Regions from separate parts of the Mus musculus genome. Here regions 2, 3, 4, 5, 6 and 7 are each linked to region 1. The links are chromatin contacts, called in public promoter capture Hi-C maps. All regions are on one chromosome and are shown on one strand. The core of a region is the stretch at or near the end of the contact, and the rest is flanking DNA. Distances in the headings are between cores, read along the strand shown.

What was found. Promoter capture Hi-C pulls out the DNA fragments that hold promoters and counts their contacts.
Region 2: a promoter capture Hi-C map of liver shows a contact between it and region 1, with 3 times the contacts expected there. The contact joins the promoter of Taf8 here to the promoter of Slc35b2 in region 1. A contact is called at or near these places in 7 of 39 promoter capture datasets (cranial neural crest, embryonic stem cells, hematopoietic stem and progenitor cells and 3 more), 4 of 484 Hi-C or Micro-C datasets (B cells, CD4 T cells, CD8 T cells and 1 more), 5 of 115 datasets of contacts at active chromatin or transcription factors (astrocytes, kidney, pancreatic cancer cells and 2 more) and 2 of 9 other capture datasets (adipose tissue and liver).
Region 3: a promoter capture Hi-C map of the HPC-7 cell line shows a contact between it and region 1, with 3 times the contacts expected there. The contact joins the promoter of Tbcc here to the promoter of Slc35b2 in region 1. A contact is called at or near these places in 9 of 39 promoter capture datasets (the 3T3-L1 cell line, 3T3-L1-derived adipocytes, the HPC-7 cell line and 5 more), 1 of 484 Hi-C or Micro-C datasets (B cells) and 2 of 115 datasets of contacts at active chromatin or transcription factors (astrocytes and large pre-B cells).
Region 4: a promoter capture Hi-C map of the SN4741 cell line shows a contact between it and region 1, with 2.5 times the contacts expected there. The contact joins the promoter of Ppp2r5d here to the promoter of Slc35b2 in region 1. A contact is called at or near these places in 6 of 39 promoter capture datasets (3T3-L1-derived adipocytes, the C10 cell line, the HPC-7 cell line and 3 more), 1 of 484 Hi-C or Micro-C datasets (B cells) and 3 of 115 datasets of contacts at active chromatin or transcription factors (the 230-238 cell line, pancreatic cancer cells and pro-B cells).
Region 5: a contact with region 1 is called in a promoter capture Hi-C map of pre-B cells, with 4 times the contacts expected there. The contact joins the enhancer-like site here to the promoter of Slc35b2 in region 1. A contact is called at or near these places in 2 of 39 promoter capture datasets (the C10 cell line and pre-B cells) and 1 of 115 datasets of contacts at active chromatin or transcription factors (pancreatic cancer cells).
Region 6: a promoter capture Hi-C map of liver shows a contact between it and region 1, with 4 times the contacts expected there. The contact joins the promoter of Mrps10 here to the promoter of Slc35b2 in region 1. A contact is called at or near these places in 2 of 39 promoter capture datasets (liver and pre-B cells), 4 of 484 Hi-C or Micro-C datasets (B cells, erythroblasts, rod photoreceptor and 1 more), 1 of 115 datasets of contacts at active chromatin or transcription factors (large pre-B cells) and 2 of 9 other capture datasets (liver and pancreatic islet).
Region 7: a contact with region 1 is called in a promoter capture Hi-C map of neutrophils, with 5 times the contacts expected there. The contact joins the promoter of 1700071M16Rik here to the promoter of Slc35b2 in region 1. A contact is called at or near these places in 2 of 39 promoter capture datasets (hippocampal neurons and neutrophils).

Annotation. Positions count from the first base shown.
Region 1 is chr17:45,562,504-45,565,203 of GRCm38.p6, forward strand. Slc35b2 (solute carrier family 35, member B2) reads left to right here and starts at 1,433. Exons shown (of 4, transcript NM_001357105.1): 1 at 1,433-1,565; 2 at 2,077-2,270; 3 at 2,422-2,576. The coding sequence starts at 1,555. Nfkbie (nuclear factor of kappa light polypeptide gene enhancer in B cells inhibitor, epsilon) reads left to right here. Exons shown (of 6, transcript NM_008690.4): 6 at 1-666.
Region 2 is chr17:47,500,869-47,503,568 of GRCm38.p6, forward strand. It overlaps Taf8 (TATA-box binding protein associated factor 8), which reads right to left and starts at 1,423. Exons shown (of 9, transcript NM_022015.4): 1 at 1,363-1,423; 2 at 416-572. The coding sequence starts at 1,401.
Region 3 is chr17:46,889,243-46,891,942 of GRCm38.p6, forward strand. Tbcc (tubulin-specific chaperone C) reads left to right here and starts at 1,379. Exons shown (of 1, transcript NM_178385.3): 1 at 1,379-2,700. The coding sequence starts at 1,448. The coding sequence ends at 2,473. It also overlaps a transcript of Bicral not described here.
Region 4 is chr17:46,703,658-46,706,357 of GRCm38.p6, forward strand. It overlaps Ppp2r5d (protein phosphatase 2, regulatory subunit B', delta), which reads right to left and starts at 1,345. Exons shown (of 15, transcript NM_009358.3): 1 at 1,176-1,345. The coding sequence starts at 1,202. It overlaps Gm52314 (a long non-coding RNA gene), which reads left to right and starts at 1,968. Exons shown (of 2, transcript XR_003952400.1): 1 at 1,968-2,051.
Region 5 is chr17:46,852,064-46,854,763 of GRCm38.p6, forward strand. It overlaps a transcript of Bicral not described here. Among named protein-coding and RNA genes, the nearest start is that of Bicral, 22 kb to the left of the region's middle. Within about 2 kb of position 1,423, at least 109 of the 459 cell types and tissues checked have an H3K27ac peak or open chromatin away from gene starts, as enhancers often do. A contact at or near this core is called in pre-B cells, where this site is marked.
Region 6 is chr17:47,367,441-47,370,140 of GRCm38.p6, forward strand. Mrps10 (mitochondrial ribosomal protein S10) reads left to right here and starts at 1,447. Exons shown (of 7, transcript NM_001146212.1): 1 at 1,447-1,514. The coding sequence starts at 1,467.
Region 7 is chr17:43,590,238-43,592,937 of GRCm38.p6, forward strand. 1700071M16Rik (RIKEN cDNA 1700071M16 gene) reads right to left here and starts at 1,272. Exons shown (of 4, transcript NR_045445.1): 1 at 1,185-1,272. All of the region lies in intron 2 of Pla2g7 (phospholipase A2, group VII (platelet-activating factor acetylhydrolase, plasma)), which reads left to right.

The DNA of each region.
Region 1 (2,700 bases), core at 183-2,682:
TGTGATGGGATCTCAATGAGTTGCCAGAGATGGCCTGGAACTCACTCTATAGCCCAGGCAGTCATCTTTGAACTGGGAACTTCCTGTCTCAGCCTCCTGAGTAGCTGGGATTATAGGTCTGGTGGCAGCGGGCCACCGCAAAGTTATCTAAAGACTTCAAACATAAGGCTCCCAACTGAACCTTTGCAGTTATTCTAATATGACACTAAAATGGAAGAGAGGGGCTTTAAAAAAAACAACAACAACAACGTTTCCCTTCTACAGTTGTATGCATAGGCAGGCCTGACTCTCGGGTAAAGGCAGAGAGAAGGAAACAAGCCCTGAGCAAGCACAGGGCCTTGCTGGGTATGGTAGGAGACCTAAGTGGTTCCTGCCACCACAGGCACATCTCCTTCATGTGGAAATGCCCAGGGCTGGAGAGTGAGGAGGAAGAATATGGAGACACACACGTGTCCCTGGAGAAGTTTGAGGACATTGATCACAAGAGAGTTGCAACTTTCCTCCCCCACCCAACCCCCTTAGACTCCACACACTGAGGGCCCTGCTAGGTCATGCACGAAGAAGGAGAAGAAATAAATCAACATACTTTCCGATGCTTAGCGCTTATAAGCACTAAGCAAATGCATCCTGTGAGTGAGACAGATATTAAAGGCATAAACAACTAAATATGTGGTTATACGTTGCAATGGGTGACTGGGAAGGAAGAAAACCGTTAGCAGGAAGGAGGACAATGGAGTGGGCGAAGGATCATCCTCTGGGAAGCTTCAAGCAGGTGTCGTTGAAATTGCGATTTAGGATGAGCAAGGGGAAAGACAGCATTGGGGAAGGCCTCCGATGAATTAAAGGAACTGAAAACAGGCCAACAGGACTCTACAAGGTTGGGCAAGTGGGCGAGGAGGACGCACCAGGTCATACAGAGCCTAGAAGGTCACAATCACAGGTACTAAGGGGATGATTACTGATGCAGCCAAAAAAGGAAGAGACATCATTGTTTAAAAACTAACGCCGGTTCTGGTGGCGCAGGCCGGTAGGATTTGCTGAAGGAGGCAGAGGCAGGAGGATCTGGAGTTCGAGGCCAGCCTGGGATACAGCGTGAGTTCCAGGACATCCAGGGCTACACAGAGAAACCCTGTCTCGAAAAAAAAAAAAAAAAAACACCAAAACAAAAAACAAAAAAACCGTAATGTAAGAGGAAGTACTGGGTCTCAGATACTCAAAATCCTAGTCCACTAGATGGCAATGGTCATCATCACTCTGTGTGGGTTGGGTTGGGTTGGGTTGATGGCTGTGACCAAGCAAGCTGGGAAAGGGAGGGAGTCCCAACTGGAGTTCCCCAGGGGAACCGGGCTTGGTCTGCCTCCGGGCCGCGTGGGGTCGCTGTGGCCGGAGTGTCGCGAAGGGGGCTGAGGCGGGGAGGAGGCGGGAAGAGCGCAGCACTTCCGCTGGCTGGCTGACTGGCTGGCTGCTGGAGCGGGCGGCAGAGGGAGCGGAGGGAGCGCGCGGCCCGGGGGACTCACATTCCCCGGTCCCCCCTCCGCCCCACGCGGCTGGGCCATGGACGCCAGGTGGGGGGCTCGGGCAGCCATGGCCCACGTGACCGAGACCCCGGGGCCACGTGACCGAGACCCCAGGGCTCCGGAGGCGGGGTGGGGGGTCCTCCAGCCGCAGATCCGCGTGGCACTGTTGGGAGCCCCGTGTGGATGGGCACGCGGCATGTGGCCTACGCTCCTCGCGGGGCTTCGGGGATTGTCGCGCGTAGGGGGATGAGGGACAGTGGCGCTTCGGAGAGGGAAGGGGGTGGGGGTTGCCTGTGGCCTGAGCTGCCCGCGCGCTGAAGGGAACAGAGGCGACCTATGTGGCTGGACAGGCGGGGCCGTCCCCGAGAAGGGAGGAGGTTCTGCCTGGCCTGCGCCGGACCCCCTGAGAGAGAGGGAGAGAGAGGCTCTTTGTCCGTCCCTCTGGGCTGCAGCGGAGGGGGCGGGGAGGCCACTGGGCACTTCCCTGGTACAGTCCCCTCCGGAGGGCAGAGAGGCGGAAGAGCTGCAAACCTAATCGTTGCTTCGGCTGTCCCAGCAGATGGTGGGCAGTAGTGGTACTCGCCACACTCCCTTCCTTGGGAGCAGGTGGAGAGTCACCCGAAGCCCCTCCGCAGTCCTGGACACAGCTGTGGCTCTTCCGCTTCTTGTTGAATGTAGCGGGCTATGCCAGCTTTATGGTACCTGGCTACCTCCTGGTGCAGTACTTAAGACGGAAGAACTACCTGGAGACAGGTAATGTGGCCAGAGGGTGGGGAGATGAGGGAAGTCTGGTTGCAGGTGTTGGCAGAGCGGGACTTGGGCCGGGAGGGAGGCCAGTAAGTCAGACACCGGATCGGGCTGGCTGCTCTGCAGAGGTTGTGGACCTTGACTGTGTCTTCTTCAGGCAGGGGTCTCTGCTTCCCCCTGGTGAAAGCCTGTGTGTTTGGCAATGAGCCCAAGGCTCCTGATGAGGTTCTCCTGGCTCCGCGGACAGAGACAGCGGAATCCACCCCGTCTTGGCAGGTCCTGAAGCTGGTCTTCTGTGCCTCGGGTCTCCAGGTAAGAATACAGGCTCCCCTTCTCTTCCCCAGCTGGGTACAGACAGCCCCTGACTTAAACCAAATTTTCCCTGCCCACCCCAAAGGTTTGTTAGTTTGGGTCTGGTTTGTGTCCCTACAGGACA
Region 2 (2,700 bases), core at 173-2,672, 1.9 Mb after region 1:
GTACACAGAGAAACCCTGTCTTGAAAAACCAAAGCGGGGAAGGGTTATATTAAAAAACAAAAACAAATTCAAAGACAGAAAGGAGACGTTCTTGGGGCTGTGGAGAAGACCGAATCCAGTGTTGTTCAGGGATACAGGGCTTTGGACATGGATAACGCTGAGAGTTGTGTAACACTTAATGCCACTTAATGCCGCTGCAGACGACTGAAATGACAAGGTTGCTATTTGTGTCTCTCCCACATGTATAAGCATCGAAACAGTCTCATTCTACAATGGACATGTGTGTTTCTTCTGCCTGAAGCTGAGTCTCTAACAGTCTTCCAAGAGAAGGGGAGAGAGAATCTGGGATGGAGTTCACGGAGCTGGGGGGGGGTCTGTAAAGGAAACAGCGGGCCTAGTGTTTCTTGGTACTCACAGCTCTGCAGCATCTCTGTCAGTGTCTCCACAGACGCTTTCTCGGCACTCTCAAATCCCGCCTCTGTCAGCAAGGAGCTCACAACCACTTGCAGGGTCCTCCTCCGGGCCAGATGGTAGTTATCAGCAGGGTTAGTGGATTGCTTACTTCCCGGTCTCTGGAAATCAGAAGCCCAGAGTGAGACTTTGAACCACTAGATGTGTGTGTTTTGCGCGCGTGTGTGTGTTCCTGCGAGTGCAGGTGCCGCGCTGGCCCGGATTCCGTGAAGCAGGAGTTACAGGTGATTGTGAGCCACTCCACCAAACTCAGGTCCTCTGAAAGACCAGCAAGTCCGTCTTAACCACTAAACCATCTCTCCAGCCCCATTCACTTCTTTCTGGAGCAAAGTTACAGGAGCGGGTCTGTGGTGGGCACGCCTTTATTCCCAGCACCCGGGAGGCAGAGGCAGGCGCGAGAGGAGGCAGGAAGAGAGAGGGAAAAGCAAAGGAAGAATATATACACGAATGATGGTACTGAGCGAATAAATCTACTATCTTCTTGTCCCATCACACCATTTCAGTAACCAGGAAAATTAAACCAGCTACCACCACAGGATGCAGAGGAGAGCTAGGCATCACCGCAGAGAAAGGCAGAGCAAGTAAATATTTTACGAAGTTCCAACTTCGGCCGGCCAGTAAGAGGATAAAAACAGCCTCTTCAGACCAATCAGAAGGAGTTCCGGGTTCCCACCTCAACAAGGAACAAGCCAATCAAGTCTCAGATGCAGCAATTCAGGAGGCCGCTGCCAAAAGCCAAGCAGCGGGGACCGCCTACGGCCAGAGATACTCTCCAGCCCCGGGTCTCAGAGCGGGCCTGGGCTTCTCGGTTCGAGACCGTGGCCCAAACCGTGGGAGAGATCCAGAAGACCCAAACTCTTTCGGCTTCACGCCGCGCCTCTCCACCCTTACCGTTCCGGAGCCACCAGGCCCGGCCGCCGTGTCAGCCATCTTGCTCTTGCGTAGTGTGCGTGAGCGCGGGGCACGATGGGACTTGTAGTTGCGGGGTGGGAGGTGGAGAAGGGCGGGGCCGCGGGTGCCCCGCCTTATAGAAAAGCTCTACGAACACGTGTGAGTCTGGGGTGGGGGTGGAGGGAGCTCGGGATAGCCCAAGCTCACGTGGCGTTGTGTGACCCAAGCTTTCTTGGACACTTAAGTCAGTAGCTGTAGCAATTGATCTGGAAGACGCACTGTGAGATGCACTGAGTTAAAAGAAACATATTTTGTCCAGGAGCCTGCCGTCTGTAATCCTAGCACTTTGGAGCTGAGACCAGAGGATCTAGAGTTCCAGGCTAGCGTGGGCTATGCAATGAATTAAAGGCCAGTTTAGGACTACATAAGGAGACCCTTTCCCTGAAAAGAAAAGAATAAAAATAAAAACAAAAACAAAGCCATTTGTATGAAGTAAGTTCTCAGAAATACACTAAGAATACAATTTGGGTCTGGAGAGATGGCTCAGCGGTTAAGAGCACTGATTGCTCTTCCAGAGGTCTTTAGTTCAATTCCCAGCAACCACGTGATGGCTCACAACCATCTACAATGAGAACTGGCGCCTTCGCAGGGCCTTGGTGGTGCACGACTTTAATCCCAGCACTTGGGAGGCAGAGGCAGGTGGAGTTCTGAGTTCGAGGCCAGCCTGGTCTACAGAGTGAGTTCCAGGACAGCCAGGGCTACAAAGAGAAAACCCTGTAAAAAAAAAAAAAAAGAAAAAGAAAAAGAAAAAGAAAAAGAGGGGCTGGTGAGATGGCTCAGCGGTTAGGAGCGCCGACTGCTCTTCCAAAGGTCCTGAGTTCAAATCCCAGCAACCACATGGTGGCTCACAACCATCCGTAATGAGATCTGATGCCCTCTTCTGGTGTGTCTGAAGACAGCTACAGTGTATATAATAAATAAATAAATATTTTAAAAAAAGAAAAAGAAATCTGGCGCCCTCTTCTGGTGTGTCTGAAGACAAGACCAATATACCCACATGTATGCAATAAATAAATATTTAAAAACAAAAAAACACTTTGGTTCTGCTTGCTCTTCCAGAGGTTCTGAGTTCTATTCCCAGCAGCCACATGGTGGCTTACAATTATCGGTAATGGGATCCAATGCCCTCTTCTGGTGTGTCTAAAGACAGCTACAGTGTGTGTATTCATATAATTGAAACAAATAAATCTCTTTTAAAAATACACTTTGGGGCAGAGAGGTGGCTCAGTAGTTAAGAACACATACTGGGCTGGAGAGATGGCTCAGTGGTCAATCAGA
Region 3 (2,700 bases), core at 129-2,628, 1.3 Mb after region 1:
GAGGCTTGCAACTCAAGTCTTAATGCCAACTTAATTGAATGGCTCTCGTTTCCTCCCATCTTTATCTGCAGGAAAACGCAGGCATATTGGTAAATTTTCAAATGAGTATTTTGGGCAGTTAAAAAAATCCCAATTAAAAGAACAAAAATGGAGGTTGGCAACAAGGGCGGAGATGGGGCTGAAACCGAGAACTGTATGGGCCACCGAGTCCAGAAGGCACGGTGGCTGAAGGCAGCACGCGAGGATGCCACCCGAGTCCTCGGCGGCCGCCGCCTTGGGCTTCTGCCAGGGACTGCACGGTCTTGGCTGCCCACTCGCACCTCGGGTTGGTCTGGACTTTAGGCTAGGCTCGTTCACTTCCGGTGACAAATCCCTCCCACCACCTCTAGAAATAATGTACCGTTTCCCCATCGCCTTCCTAAAGACCGCCGGCCCTATAGGGAGAAGCGAGGCGCTCCGGCTGAGGGTCTTAGCCCCGCGCGGCCAGCGGTTGCCAGCTGCGCAGGGAGTGGCTGCCACCGCGTCAGGGAGCAAGACGGTGGGGGTGGCATGTCATCCTCCCCCGCCCCCCCTCCGACTGCAGCAATTGGCCATTAAAAAAAATAATCTGTTTTTAGACTCCCCCAGGAACCCCGGAGCCCGCTCCAGCGAGGAACCCAGTCTTTCCCATAGCGGTGATTTGCGCTTTCTTCCCGCCCCAGTAACTGCCCACGGGGACCCAGACGCCCCCAGGCCGCGCCGAGCTGCAGTGGATGGGGGAGGGCAGGAAGGATGAGGGTTACCGGGGCGGCAGGGACCGGCTGAGCAAAGAGGTGATGGAAGGGAAAAGGGAAAGGGAAAAAAAAAGAGAGAGAGAGAAAGAAAGAAAAAAACCCAGAGGCATGCAAGCGGTTCCCTGGCCAGCTGTTCCAGCTGCAGCTTCCTCCGACGCGGTCCGGGAGGTGCAATAACCCCCCCCTCCATCTTTCTCGCACTACCTGTCCCCCACAACACCACAAGCACAGATTCCTCCCCACCACCCTGCAGCAGATCTCCGGCCTGTAAGGGGGTAGCAGGGAGGAGCTGGGGGGAGGGGGAGGCCTGCGAGTTTCTAACCTTGTTCTTATAAACAAACCCACATGTGCAGCTGCCGCTGCTGCAACTCACCCCACAATCCCGGATATAAGTCCTGCCCCTTTAAGAAGAAAAAAAAAAAAAAAAAAAAAGCTTCACCCGACTGCCTCCCACCCCACCCATCCACCAGGACCTTTGTCTCCCCACCCCCTCCTGTCAGCCGGCCCCGCCCTCCTTCCCGCCCCTCCAACGCGAAGAAACCAATAGGCGAGGAGAATATGGAGGGAGCTGACGTCACCGCAGCTGGCCAATCACAGCGCGCGTTGGTGGGAGGCCTCGCGCGGAGAGCGAGCGCTCGGAGGCAAGGCGGCGGGGGAGGAAGCCTGGAGTCAAGATGGAGGGTGTGGACTGCTCCATGGCTCTGGCCGACGCTGCCGCTGGCTCCCCGCGGGACCTGAGCCTGGTGCCCGAGCGACTTCAGAGGCGCGAACAGGAGAGGCAGATAGAGGTGGAGAGACGCAAGCAGAAGCGGCAGGACCAGGAGGTGGAGGAGGAGAAGAGCGGCTTCTTCGCCGCCGCCTTCGCCCGGGAGCGCGCAGCGGTCGAGGAGCTGCTGCGGGGCGAGGCGTCGGCGGAGCGGCTGGAAGAGGCGGCCAACCGGCTCCAGGGCCTGCGGAAGCTCCTGAACGACTCGGTGCTCTTCCTCGCCGCCTACGACCTGCGGCAGGGCCAGGCGGCGTTGGCGCAGCTGCAGGCTGTCCTAACGGAACGTCGCCAGGAGTTGCAGCCCAAGAAGCGCTTCGCCTTCAAGGCACGGAAGAAGGATGCTGCGGGGACCGCCCAGGTAGACGCCGCACCCGTCGCCTCGGCGGCCCCTTCTCCACCGGTGACCAAGGAGGAGGAGGGAGCTCCCGGGGCCAGCTGGGCCTGTGGCTTCTCCAACCTGGAGTCCCAAGACCTGGAGAAGAGAGCTGAAGAGCTGCACCAGCGCGACGTCCTTTTGAGCGACCTGACCAACTGCACTGTCAAACTGTGTGGCAATCCCAACACCTTGCGGCTTGCGAAGGCCCGCGGCTGCAAGGTGCTCTGCGGCCCAGTGACCACCTCTGTGTTTCTGGAGGATTGTCGAGATTGCGTCCTGGCTGTGGCTTGCCAGCAGCTCCGTGTGCACACTACCAAAGACACGCGCGTCTTCTTGCAAGTGACCAGCAGGGCTATCGTGGAGGACTGCAGCGGCATCCAGTTTGCCCCTTACACCTGGAGCTACCCGGGGATCGACAAGGACTTCCAGGACTCCGGTTTAGATAGGAGCAAAAATAACTGGGACCAGGTTGATGATTTCAACTGGCTGGCCCGAAACGTGGCCTCCCCAAACTGGAGTATTCTTCCTGAAGAGGAGAGAGACATCCAGTGGGATTGAGCACTGGCCACACTCAGTGTGATGTCCCATTCGGTTTACCTGATATTGTCTTATGTTTGCGGTGATAGGGGTTAGAAATTGTTGAAACTCCCCTCCTGTGAGTCCTATTAAATTCATAGCAGTGTAACAGACTTTTGCTGGTTTGGCCTTCCCCTGCCTCCCTTTGAGTATGACAGCGTGAAGAATTAGGGGGAGAATGGAGGAGCTTTGAGGGATTTGCTGTTCTT
Region 4 (2,700 bases), core at 95-2,594, 1.1 Mb after region 1:
ATCAAGCAAGAGCAGCAAACAAAGGGAAAGGCAGGGACAGGTCAGGGTGGTTTGGAGGCAAAAGATGGCAAAAGACGGTAACATCAAGAAATGGCCTGTGGGGTTGGGAGTGTAGCCCAATGGTACTGCACATGCTTAGCATGTGCAAGACCCTGGGTCTGATCTCTGCCACTGCAAATAATAAAGAAACCGAGTGTACTGGACGGCAGAATGAGAAGAAAACTAAACAGAACAGGCCAGAAGAAAGGGAGAAATCCTGTCCTGGTGCAAAAAAAGGAAATGCAAAGGTTATCCTAAGGAATACAGGGAGGAGCCTCTAACAGATTAGAAACCGAGTCCCGTCTAGGGTGAACATGGAAGCCAGCTGATGCCAGTTAGGCACTTGCACAGAAGAGCCCTCCAAGTTGGGAGACCTGATATTGCAGCTGGGCCTCCAGCAGGATGTGTGACCTTGGACAAGTCCCTTCCCCTGACCCGGCCTCAGTCTCCTCATCTGTACCACTAGCATGCTAGTCTGCATGTGCTCCAAAGCTCCCTTCCAGCACAGACGTTCTGGGGTTCCATCAACAGAAGAAGGGCTCGGTCCTGGCTTACAAGTTTGTGTGTAAAGGAAGACTCGAGGGAGGGGCCTAGGCCAGATTTGGGCGGAGGAGAGAGAAAGCAGAGCGGTTCTAGGTCAGGGGCTTGTCGTGGGGGGGCGGGGGGGGGGAAGGAGGGACTGTACAGAACTGTGGAGAGGCCGTCTTTTAAGCTGGTGAGGAGAAGAGGGAAGGGGCTGCTCAGGGCGGGGGTGGGGGAAGTACTGGAGGGAAATGCGGTCTTAAATGAGCACTGTCCCAAACCGTGGGGGATCGGGGACAGATAAAGGCGGGGAGAAAAAGCAAGGGAGTGAGCCGGGAGTGGAGCAGATCTGGAGGGGGCCGGGGATAGGAGCAAAGAGGAAGGGAAGAGGGATAGGTGGGGGGAAATCTGTCCGGGCAAAGACGGAGAGCTGTCCCAGCTGCTGCACGGACTGGGGGTGCTGGCAGTCGCGCGGCCCTGGGGCTGGCCGCGGGAGTGCTGCGGGGGGCCGGACCAGAGGGTCAGTCTGAGGCTGTCCCGGGCCTGCCTCGGGCCCCTCCCAGAGCTGCGCGCAGGCCCGGCGGCGGAGGCGCAAGGGGAAAGGCCACGCTCACCTTATCCTTCTTCAGTTTATAGGACATCTCGGCCGGTCCACACCCGGCCCGGCTCCTGCGGCCCCGCTCCGGCTCTGCTCGGCCACACTCGGCCCGCTCGGCGTCTCTTCGCCACCGCCTGCGCGCTGCGCCCGGGCCGAGCCGTGGCTGCGCTTCCAATTGGCCCGAACTCTTACAAACCTGCCTGAGAACCAGGAGCCGCCTCCTCGGATTGGTCATTGGAGCCAAGCAGCTTCCCTTTTTTCTCATTGGAAAGAAAGAGTACAAACCGCCAGGGTTCGGCTCCCAGAATTGGCTGGAGTGGAAGGTCCCGCCCTGAAAAGGGTCGGGCTTCGTGGAGGAGGCGGAGCCATGGGGAAACCCGAGCTTGGCTAGCAGATCTGTTCTCCGGCGTCGCCTTGTGCGTCGTCCTCTGCTATTCTTCAGTCCTTTGAGCTCTGCTCCTTCCCTCCAGAAGTGGCTCTCATGTTCTCCCCTGCTCTTCTACCTGCCCTGCTTCGTACGGACTGGAGGAAAAAGGCCCTAACACGAAAAGGGCACCTTTCTTCACAGGAATTTAAAGTAGCTCAAATTGCACACGTGAAATGATAGAGAAGACTCCCAAGGGTACTCCCGGGCATTCATCAAGTCTGTCCTAGATCACAGTTGCAGAGGAGCAGAGGGGAAAGCCTATCAGCGGTGGAACCGGGCTGAAATAAAATAAGAAACCCTGGTTTGCTGCAGCTTCAAGACGTGGGTCCCTGTAGCTGCTGGAAGGGTGCTGGAATCGGTAAAACAGCTGCGTTTGGAGCCACTGAGAATGAAGTGAAAAAGCAGCCTCATCGTTCCCTACCTGAGCCCTGAGCCGCCGCCGCACCCAAGCTAGTGTTCAAGTGGGTAAGACTGGGTTCTTGCCCTCAGGTAGTTCCCACTCTAATGAGGTTCACAGACTCGTATTAAGAGACGATTAAAATACAATCACATAAATTACACAAACCTCAGAATGACATGGAGGAATATATTTTAGTTATCCTAGTAGCCAATAGATTACATTAAAGAACTGGAGGAGGTCCATCAAAAATAAATCTGCGAGCTGGGTGTGATGGGTTTGCCCCTGTAACCCCACCTCTTGGAAGATAGAGGCAGGATGATCAGGCGTTACAGACCAGCCTTAACTATAGCCAGTTGCAGACCAGTTTGGACTACAATAAGAACCTCTTAAAAGAAAGAAAAAAAAAAGACAAAAAAAAAAAAAAAAAAAAACCTACCCGCCACCACAAACAACAACAACAAAGAAACAACTCTCAGAACTAAAAAGTTACAAATAAGCCTGTGGCCGTTTGTTCCCCAGGAAAGAGGTCTTGGATTCCCCCAGGAGCATGATAACCAAACAATAGTCAATCATCCTTACACAAAGAGCAGTAGCCCCAATATTGGGAAAGATGGGGGCTGGGAAGATGGTGCTCTTCCAAAAGACCTGAATTCAGTTCCCAGCACCCACATTAGCTGCTTCACAATTGCCTGTAACTCCAGCCCCAAGGGACCT
Region 5 (2,700 bases), core at 173-2,672, 1.3 Mb after region 1:
TATTAACACTACTTGCTGGGAGAGCTCTGCTCATCCCACATGCTGCTGCTTAGTGGCTGTTTCTCTTCCCCACTATTTCCATCCAACTAAGACACCTCCCAGGAATGCATCCTTTCTCCCTATATTCAGGCCTTCTTAACCTCCATCCCTAACAAATGGCCCTGCATCTTCTAAGCCAGTTACAGTAATCAATTTTGAATGCCTTTTTTCTTTTCTTTTAAAAAGATTTATTATTATATCTAAGTACACAGTAGCTGTCTTCAGACGCACCAGAAGAGGGCGTCAGATCTCATTACGGATGGTTGTGAGCCACCATGTGGTTGCTGGGATTTGAACTCGGGACCTTTGGAACTGCTGAGCCATCTCTCCAGCCTCCCCCACCCCCCCCTTTTTTTTTTAAAGATTTATTATATGTAAGTACACTGTAGCTGTCTTCACACACCCCAGAAGAGGGCATCAGATCTCATTACTGATGGTTGTGAGTCATCATATGGTTGCTGGGATTTGAACTCAGGACCTTCAGAAGAGCAGTTGGCGCTCTTAACCTGCTGAGCCATCTCACCAGCCCCCCCCCCTTTTTCCCTAATTTCCCTCTACTGTTATTCTGTAGCCAGTTCAAGGGACACGAACCTAAGAAAAAGTACTACCAGCTGCCTCAAAGAGGAGCCAGCTGGTTAAGGGTTTTATACATTTCCACTGGCATCCTTTGGATACTTTCTTCCCTCAACACCTCTCCCTCTCCCCAGTGCAACTGTGCAAAGGTCAAAAAGTCAAACTGGGGCTGGGAAACAGCACAGCAGTACAGAGCTCTCAGTGCGCAGACTCAGGGCTCCAGGCAGCAGCCTGCAGGTGTCTTATGTCCCACTTGCCCTGCAGCCCGAGATGACCAACAACTTCCTTCTGAAACCAGCCGCCACCTGTTCTTCCTGCAAGATGCTGGCCATGCGTGAGAGCACCACAGCCTGCCCTCCATCCCCGCCTCCGAGGTTTCACTCCCTCTAACTCCTGCTCTTCTTTTCTGCCTTCACTCCACTCTCCTCCCACCCTGATAAACCTTGTTCTTAGATCTGAAATTCTTTGTCCTTTCTCAAGAATCCTGCCCCTTTATCAGACTTGCTGTTTTATTAATCTCTCCCTCTTGGGTAGATACTCTCAGCTCATGTGAAAATGTTGGAAAATGGCTCTGGAGGTAAAGTGCCTAAGCCTTGGGTTTGATCTCCAGAACCATGTTAAAGATGAAAGACTTGACAGACCTACACACACACATTCTCTCCCCACACCAAGTACTCAAAATGAGGCTGTAACCCCGCTGCAGTATTTACTCCCCACTCTTTGAGCCCAGCCCTTCAACTCACACGGCAGAGAAGCTGCTTGTCAGATGGGTGGGCATGCCGCCACGGCCTAACTCCTCAGCATTCCACTGGGCACACTACTGTCCTTGCACAGCTTGGTCCACTTCTGTGCTCTCACATGACTTGGGCTGCTCCCAGGACACACCCACCAGCCAGTGACTTCTAACAGCTCAATTTTGGTACCCAACAAGTGGCATATGAATCCTGTCACCATCCCTTGCCAGCTAGTCCTCTTCTGGTCGTCTCCAAATTCTAAGTGGCACCGTCAGCCACTCAAAGCTTGGCCCATAAATGAGAAGCATAAATGAGAGGCATTCTTTTTTTTTTTTTTTTTTTTTTTTTTGGTTTTTCAAGACAGGGTTTCTCTTTATAGCCCTGGCTGTCCTGGAACTCACTTTGTAGACCAGGCTGGCCTCGAACTCAGAAATCTGCCTGCCTCTGCCTCCCGAGTGCTGGGATTAAAGGCGTGCGCCACCACGCCCGGCTGAGAAGACATTCTTGATTCCTTCCGCTCTTGCAGGACCAGACTACAGTGCAAACCTTTCTAATCCCTACCTTTTACACAGCGGTCAAATCGTCTATAAAGAACATGAGCACTTCTGCACTGGTAGTCCTAGGACTAGGAAACTGAGGCAGGAGGATCACATGAACACAAAACTTGAGCCCAAGCAATTAAGCACGACTATGATACTGAAGTTTCAAAACAAAAATCCTCCGCAGTGGATTGCTCGTTAGCAATGCTTGCAGCCCTGAGTTCAAATCCCCACCCTACTCCCTTAGACCATAGCTTCTCACTGCAATTAGGACAAATCTAAGAATTCCCTAAGTGGCCTAATCACAGCAGCTCCAGAGAAGCTCGGCAGCCTTCGCTCCCTTTCAGTCTGCTCTACACAGGCGGCTTGGAACGACAAACCCTGCTTCTGAGGTGGCTAGCACAGCTCATGCCTTCGGAGAAACTTACTAGGCAGCAAGGGCTACTCCCAACTCATATGAAACCTCCAGCTTACAGGTTTTCTCCCACTGGCTGTGAATTCCATGAGTTCAGATGTCTTGTTTTAAATTCCACTCACCACTACTTTTAATGATTCTTTCCCTATAAACTAGACTATTTTAGAGAAACCACGGTTTTAAAAGCTTTTGGGCTTTGTGTCCACATGCAAGTGAAAACCTTTTAAGCTACACAGCTATCCTGTCTACTCGGCTTGGCTGGACTTGAAGGCGGGCAGTTACTGGCCTATCTGATTTCTCTCTAGCTCGGTGTCCTATCTTAATCTTTCCTCTTGAGTCACCTTGAATTCTAGGAACAAACAGGACTGATAACATCCCTGTGGCAAGGGCCTCCAGGGGC
Region 6 (2,700 bases), core at 197-2,696, 1.8 Mb after region 1:
GGCCACCAGAGCTAATTCTGAGGACACTTCTGGGTTGCCTGTGCAGGTAGGGCATAGCCAAATCCAGCCACACACTAGTTAAAGATTCTGTTTCCATATAGAGATCACATATAGGCCCGCCTGAGGGGCAGGAAAGTGGTCCATATTCATAAATCTCTCATCAGTTGTGCCATCTGGACATTCTACCCTTTGCTTAGTTCTCTGGCCTGCCAAATAAGAATTAATGCCTGCTTGTGGGAGACCCAGCTTTACATTGGCATGATGGTTTATGGAGATATAGTATTGGCTAGTTTTGTGTGTCAACTTGACCCAAGCTGGAGTCACTGGAGAGGAAGGAGCCTCAGTTGAAGACATATCTCCATACGATCCAACTGTAAGGCATTTTCACAACTGCTGATCTGTGGGGGAGGGCCCAGCCTACTGTGGGTGCTGCCATTCCTGGGTTGGTAGTTCTGGGTTCTATTAGAAGGCAGATTGAGCAAGCCATGGGAAGCAAGCCAGTAAGCAGGACCCCTCCATGGCCTCTGCATCAGCTCCTGCCTCCAGATTCCAGCTCTGCTTGAGTTCCTGTCCTGACTTCCTCCAGTGATGGACTGTGATCTGGAAGTGCAAGCCAAATAAACCCTTTCCTCCCCAGCTTGCTTTTTGATCATGTTGTTTTGTAGCAGCAATAGAAACCCTTACTAAGACATATACTTTGTTTCATTCGCATTAAGTTGACCCTTATTCATTTTCCCAACAACCTCTTAAGGCCCAGGATGTAGAAGAGATGTCACAAATTCAGGATGACATTTATCATGTAGCATTTTAATCTCATTTAATCCTCTACTGCAAGTATGATTTGTTCTCATCTCTACTTGGCAAGTGAAAGAAAAAAAAAAAAAAAAAGGGGGTTCAAAGTACGGAAGAAATTTGATCAAGTCACCCACCTAAATAGAAACCAGAGCGCCTAAGTGTGGAGCTTCCATTATGCTAAATTGCATGGGAAGGCATTTTGAAAAACACAATTTAGAAAAATCCATTAACAAGCCTGGCATTCCGATGGTGTGAACAAAGTTTAAGAATGAAACGCCTTTTGCAATAAGGTAAAATGTTAGAATTTGGACTCAGTAGCAGCAGCAACTTCCTTCCCAAGTATTTCTGTTGTGTTTGTCTCTAAGCAAACAGAACCACCCAAGACAAATAGGATCTTAGGATAGACAGCGTATAGATAGAACCTGGGAGTTTATCCAGACGGCGGAAGCGACGCATCCACTCAAAACCTTAAATGAATGAGTGAATAATAAATAAGTAAATAAATAAGAAAATAGAAAATTTAAAATATAATTTTAAAAAAATTCAAGGAGCACCGTCTCTATGGTTGTTTCAGTGTCGGAACACAGGAGACACTCTTTCCTTTTCGAACTCTATGGTTCGCGAACAATGCTGTGACCCCGGAAGCGGTCCTGGGCGATCAGGGCACCAAGATGGCGGCGCGCGCAGCGTGTGTGGCTCTGTGCCGGCGCCTGCAGCAGGTAAAGGGGTGGGCGTGGGGTCCCGGCTGCCGACGGCGCCGTCATCGTCGAGTCTCGCTGCCACCCTCTGCCCGACCCGTACGGAGTCATCCTCCGTTGGAGGAAGTTATTAGAAAGTGACAAGAAAAGGGCAGGTTTTTCTCTCGAGGGACCCTACATAAATTGGCAAGACGGGAGCGAGAACCGTAAGACGTCAGAGCAGGAAGGATGAGGAAAACGCGTTCAGAGCCCTCCCTCCACGGTAGAGAGGGCCATGGAAACCGTGAGCTCAGAGAAGACAACGCTGGTCTCGGATTCTTAGGAACCGAGCCAGCAAACGCTGGGTCACATAAAGCCCCGGTGCAGCCCCACTGGGACGCCCTGCTCGCCTCCACGGCTGAGGAGGTGACCCGAGAGCTCCCAGGTCAGGGGAATGGGTCAGATCTCCCTCGAGAGGGTCTTTGAAAAAGGAAAACTTGCCTGGAGTTCGCATGGCATGAATCACAGCACTGGGGAAAGGAGGCAGGCGGACGAACTTCTGGGTTCGAAGACAGCCAGGTTATGTATTGAGATCCTATCACAAAAATAATTTAAATTAAAAACAAAAAAACCAGGCTGTTCTCAAGAACTTTGGTCTTGAAACTTTTGTGACTCTTCTCAATGGTCATTTAGTAGTTTTGAAAATAATGCTCAGAACTGGGTCAGATGGCTGACCCTGAAATAGCATTACTTGTAAAACCTGGCTTGCATATTGAGGCCCTGTCCCAAAATAAACGAATTCTTTAAAAAAGGAAGAGCTGACACTGTGGCTCGGTTGCTCAAGGGCCTAATGCCTAAAGCTGGCCCTGTCGGCCCCACAGCAGCATGTAACCCAGAGGTGGTGGCCCACACCTGTAATACCAGCCCTTGAGAGGCCAAAGCAAGAGGCGCACGCCTTTAATCCCAGCACTCGGGAGGCAGAGGCAGGCGGATTTCTGAGTTCAAGGCCAGCCTGGTCTACAAAGTGAGTTCCAGGACAGCCGGGGCTACACAGAGAAACCCTGTCTCGAAAAAAAAAAGGATCAAAGATTCCAAAAAGTTTGTTTTTCATACTAGAGATTGAACCCAGGGCCTTGCTTACACCAGACAAGGGTTCTGCCACTGAAGCCCATTTGTAGCCTTCTGTGGGACTCGAGTGGTCTGCTAGGGTTGCCGAGCCATCACTCCA
Region 7 (2,700 bases), core at 22-2,521, 2.0 Mb before region 1:
GTCACACAATGGGTCCATTATCTTCCAGGGTACATTTTATATTATTGACTCTTATTGGTGCAGGGTGAAAATTTAAAGACGTGGTTTTTTACCCTCTGATTTTTAAACATCACTGGGTTGTTTAAACATGCCCTTGGTCTTGTGTTAACCCTATGCTATACTCAGTCTAGCTGTTCAGAAGTGGCTACGTGAATATTTTAAAAGTTATAATTAATACTTCAAAACAATAGATAATTGTTCTTTATAATCTATTAAATGAATAATAGAAAAATATAGCTATTTGGGGTATAACTTATTTAATTAGTGAGTGTGTGGGTTTGTGTTATAAGTGCATATGTATATGTGAGTGTCCACGCTTGTATACACAGGTGGAAGGCAGAGAAAAGTGTCCACTGTCCTGTTCTATTACTTTCTACCGTATTCCCCTGAGACAAGGTCTCTCATTGAACTTGAAATTAGGCTGACAGCCAGCAAGCCTGAGAAGCCCTTCTGTCTACACATGAAAGGACCCGGGGTTTCATCTCTGTGCAGCCATGCCTAAGATTTTATGTGATGCAGCAGATTTAAACTCAGCTCTCCATGTTCATGCAGCAAGCGCTCTCCCCATACCCTTCTTTCGGTTGTCTGAGACAATCTCATGTAGCCCTGGCTGACCTCTAACTCACAATGTAGCAAAGGGTGGCCTTGAATTATTTATCCTGTTGTCTCCTATTCACTAGCACTGGTATTAAAGGCATGTGCTGCTGGGCCTTAAAAGGCTTACAAATATGAGATACTTCGCATGCTGAGGAAGGACTGTAAAAGTACTTTAAAAAGAATGTGTTTTTCTTCTAGAATGTATACATCTCAAGACTCGGGAATATTTGACACTCAGAGACACACGTGTGCTTTTAACACAAACCCGCACACTCACAAATTAAATAAATTGTAACCTGAATTGCTATATTTCCTAGATATACCAAGTAGCGTCCTACAGGGTTCAAAGTTCCCATTCACATAAAGTTGAAGAGGATTAAGAAAAGATGAACTCTGAGCCACAAACTATAGCACAGACCAAGCTATAGTTGGTCTGATCCGCCTCTTTTTCCTTATGATGATTTCAGATAGATGGATAGATGGAGATGCAGATTCGTGTGATGTGCAAATTGCAAGATGCTCCTCCTTTTCTGTACCCAGAGTGGTACCTGTGACTCCTAAATTCCAGGTGAACAGGTTCCTAAAGTAGAGAAGTTGGAGAGCCACAGGTTATTAGAAGAGGTTCCCTTGGTTTCTGTGGAATTACGATCTCATAGGAGGGGAGATCCACTTGCGGATGTTCTGGAACTCTGCTGATAGGTTAGGGTCTCCAAGGTAGCTAAGAGGTCTCTGGGGTTCCAACCTGAGCTGTGAGAGCCAAAGTTCTCCCCCTGGTCTAGCTCTGACCTTGCTGCCTATGTGTGGGGACACAGCTGCTCACTGGCTGCCAACTACAGAAGGAAAGACAGAAGGTGGTGTCTACCCTGCTACTCTCTAGACATGTCACCTCCCAGTTACACCAAGGCTGACTCCACAGATAATCTGAAACGAGAGCAGAACCTTCTGTAATTAAAAAAAAAAAAAATCCACACCTTTGAGGAAGTGCTGTGAAATTTGAATTGTCCCTGGAGAAGTGTGGAAGTTGTTGTGTAGATCTGCTAAATCCTTCAAAGGACTTGACAGCCCCTGGGAAGCAAGACTTCACCAGCTCTGGAGAAGGAAGGAAGTCATGGCAGTTGACTGCCAGTTACCTACTCCAGTTGGTGTTAAGCACACAATGAATACCCTCACTTCATCCATCTTTACCCACACAGCTGCTCTGCAGGCTGGTTAAGGGCTTTAATGGCCCACTTCACCAGTGGGCACCAGAGAGAAGAGTTAAACTGCTTAGGCCATACCACCATAGGTTGGTATCTGAAACAGAATCACCTGGATCCAATACCGGGCTCCACTCTGCTTCACCTTCTGTCTTTCATCAAACTGCCCCCTCTCACTGCTTTACCAATGTGGCAGGCCAAGAGATATGGGCTGTGCCACAGCATTTCTTCATCTTGAATCAGCCTACTTTGAATCTTTTTGATTGTCGAATTCGAACCAGGAGTCTGCATTTCCAAATCCCTAGGTGACAGCCATGCTGCTGGCCCACAAGGATCATCTTTGTGTAGGAGGCCTTAGGTACTGAAAGAGTCTGTCGCGGGCTGGAACCTCACATATGTATGAGTCATCAGTGGAGGATGTGAATAAGAATGTTGCCAAGACTCAAACCCTTGCTGAGCAGTGATGCATGATAATGATGCTGGTGCCACACCTTACATAGTTCTGGGAGCTTGGCAAAACCTGTGCTGCAGAGTAATGGGCTCCCACGGTTCAGTCAAGTGGACGTCGGAGGCCCAGCTCAGTGTATCAGGAAAAGTAGGAATCTGGATTTATTGTTATTTGAGCCTAACATCTAAACGTAAGTGATGGCTTGCCTGAGCTCTAGAAAGGAGGGCCGTTGCAGAGATATGGAAGGGTTTGGGCTTCAAACGGGAGTGGACAGGTCAAAGAACACATGCGTGGGTTTGAATGAAGGACAAAGGAGGTTGGTGGTGTTTCAGCTTAGCTCCCCTCCTTCCCACAAAACGATCTGAGCCTGGTGTGTCAAAGGCTGTGTTTACACGAGGAGGGCCAGCGCCTGAACAGTAG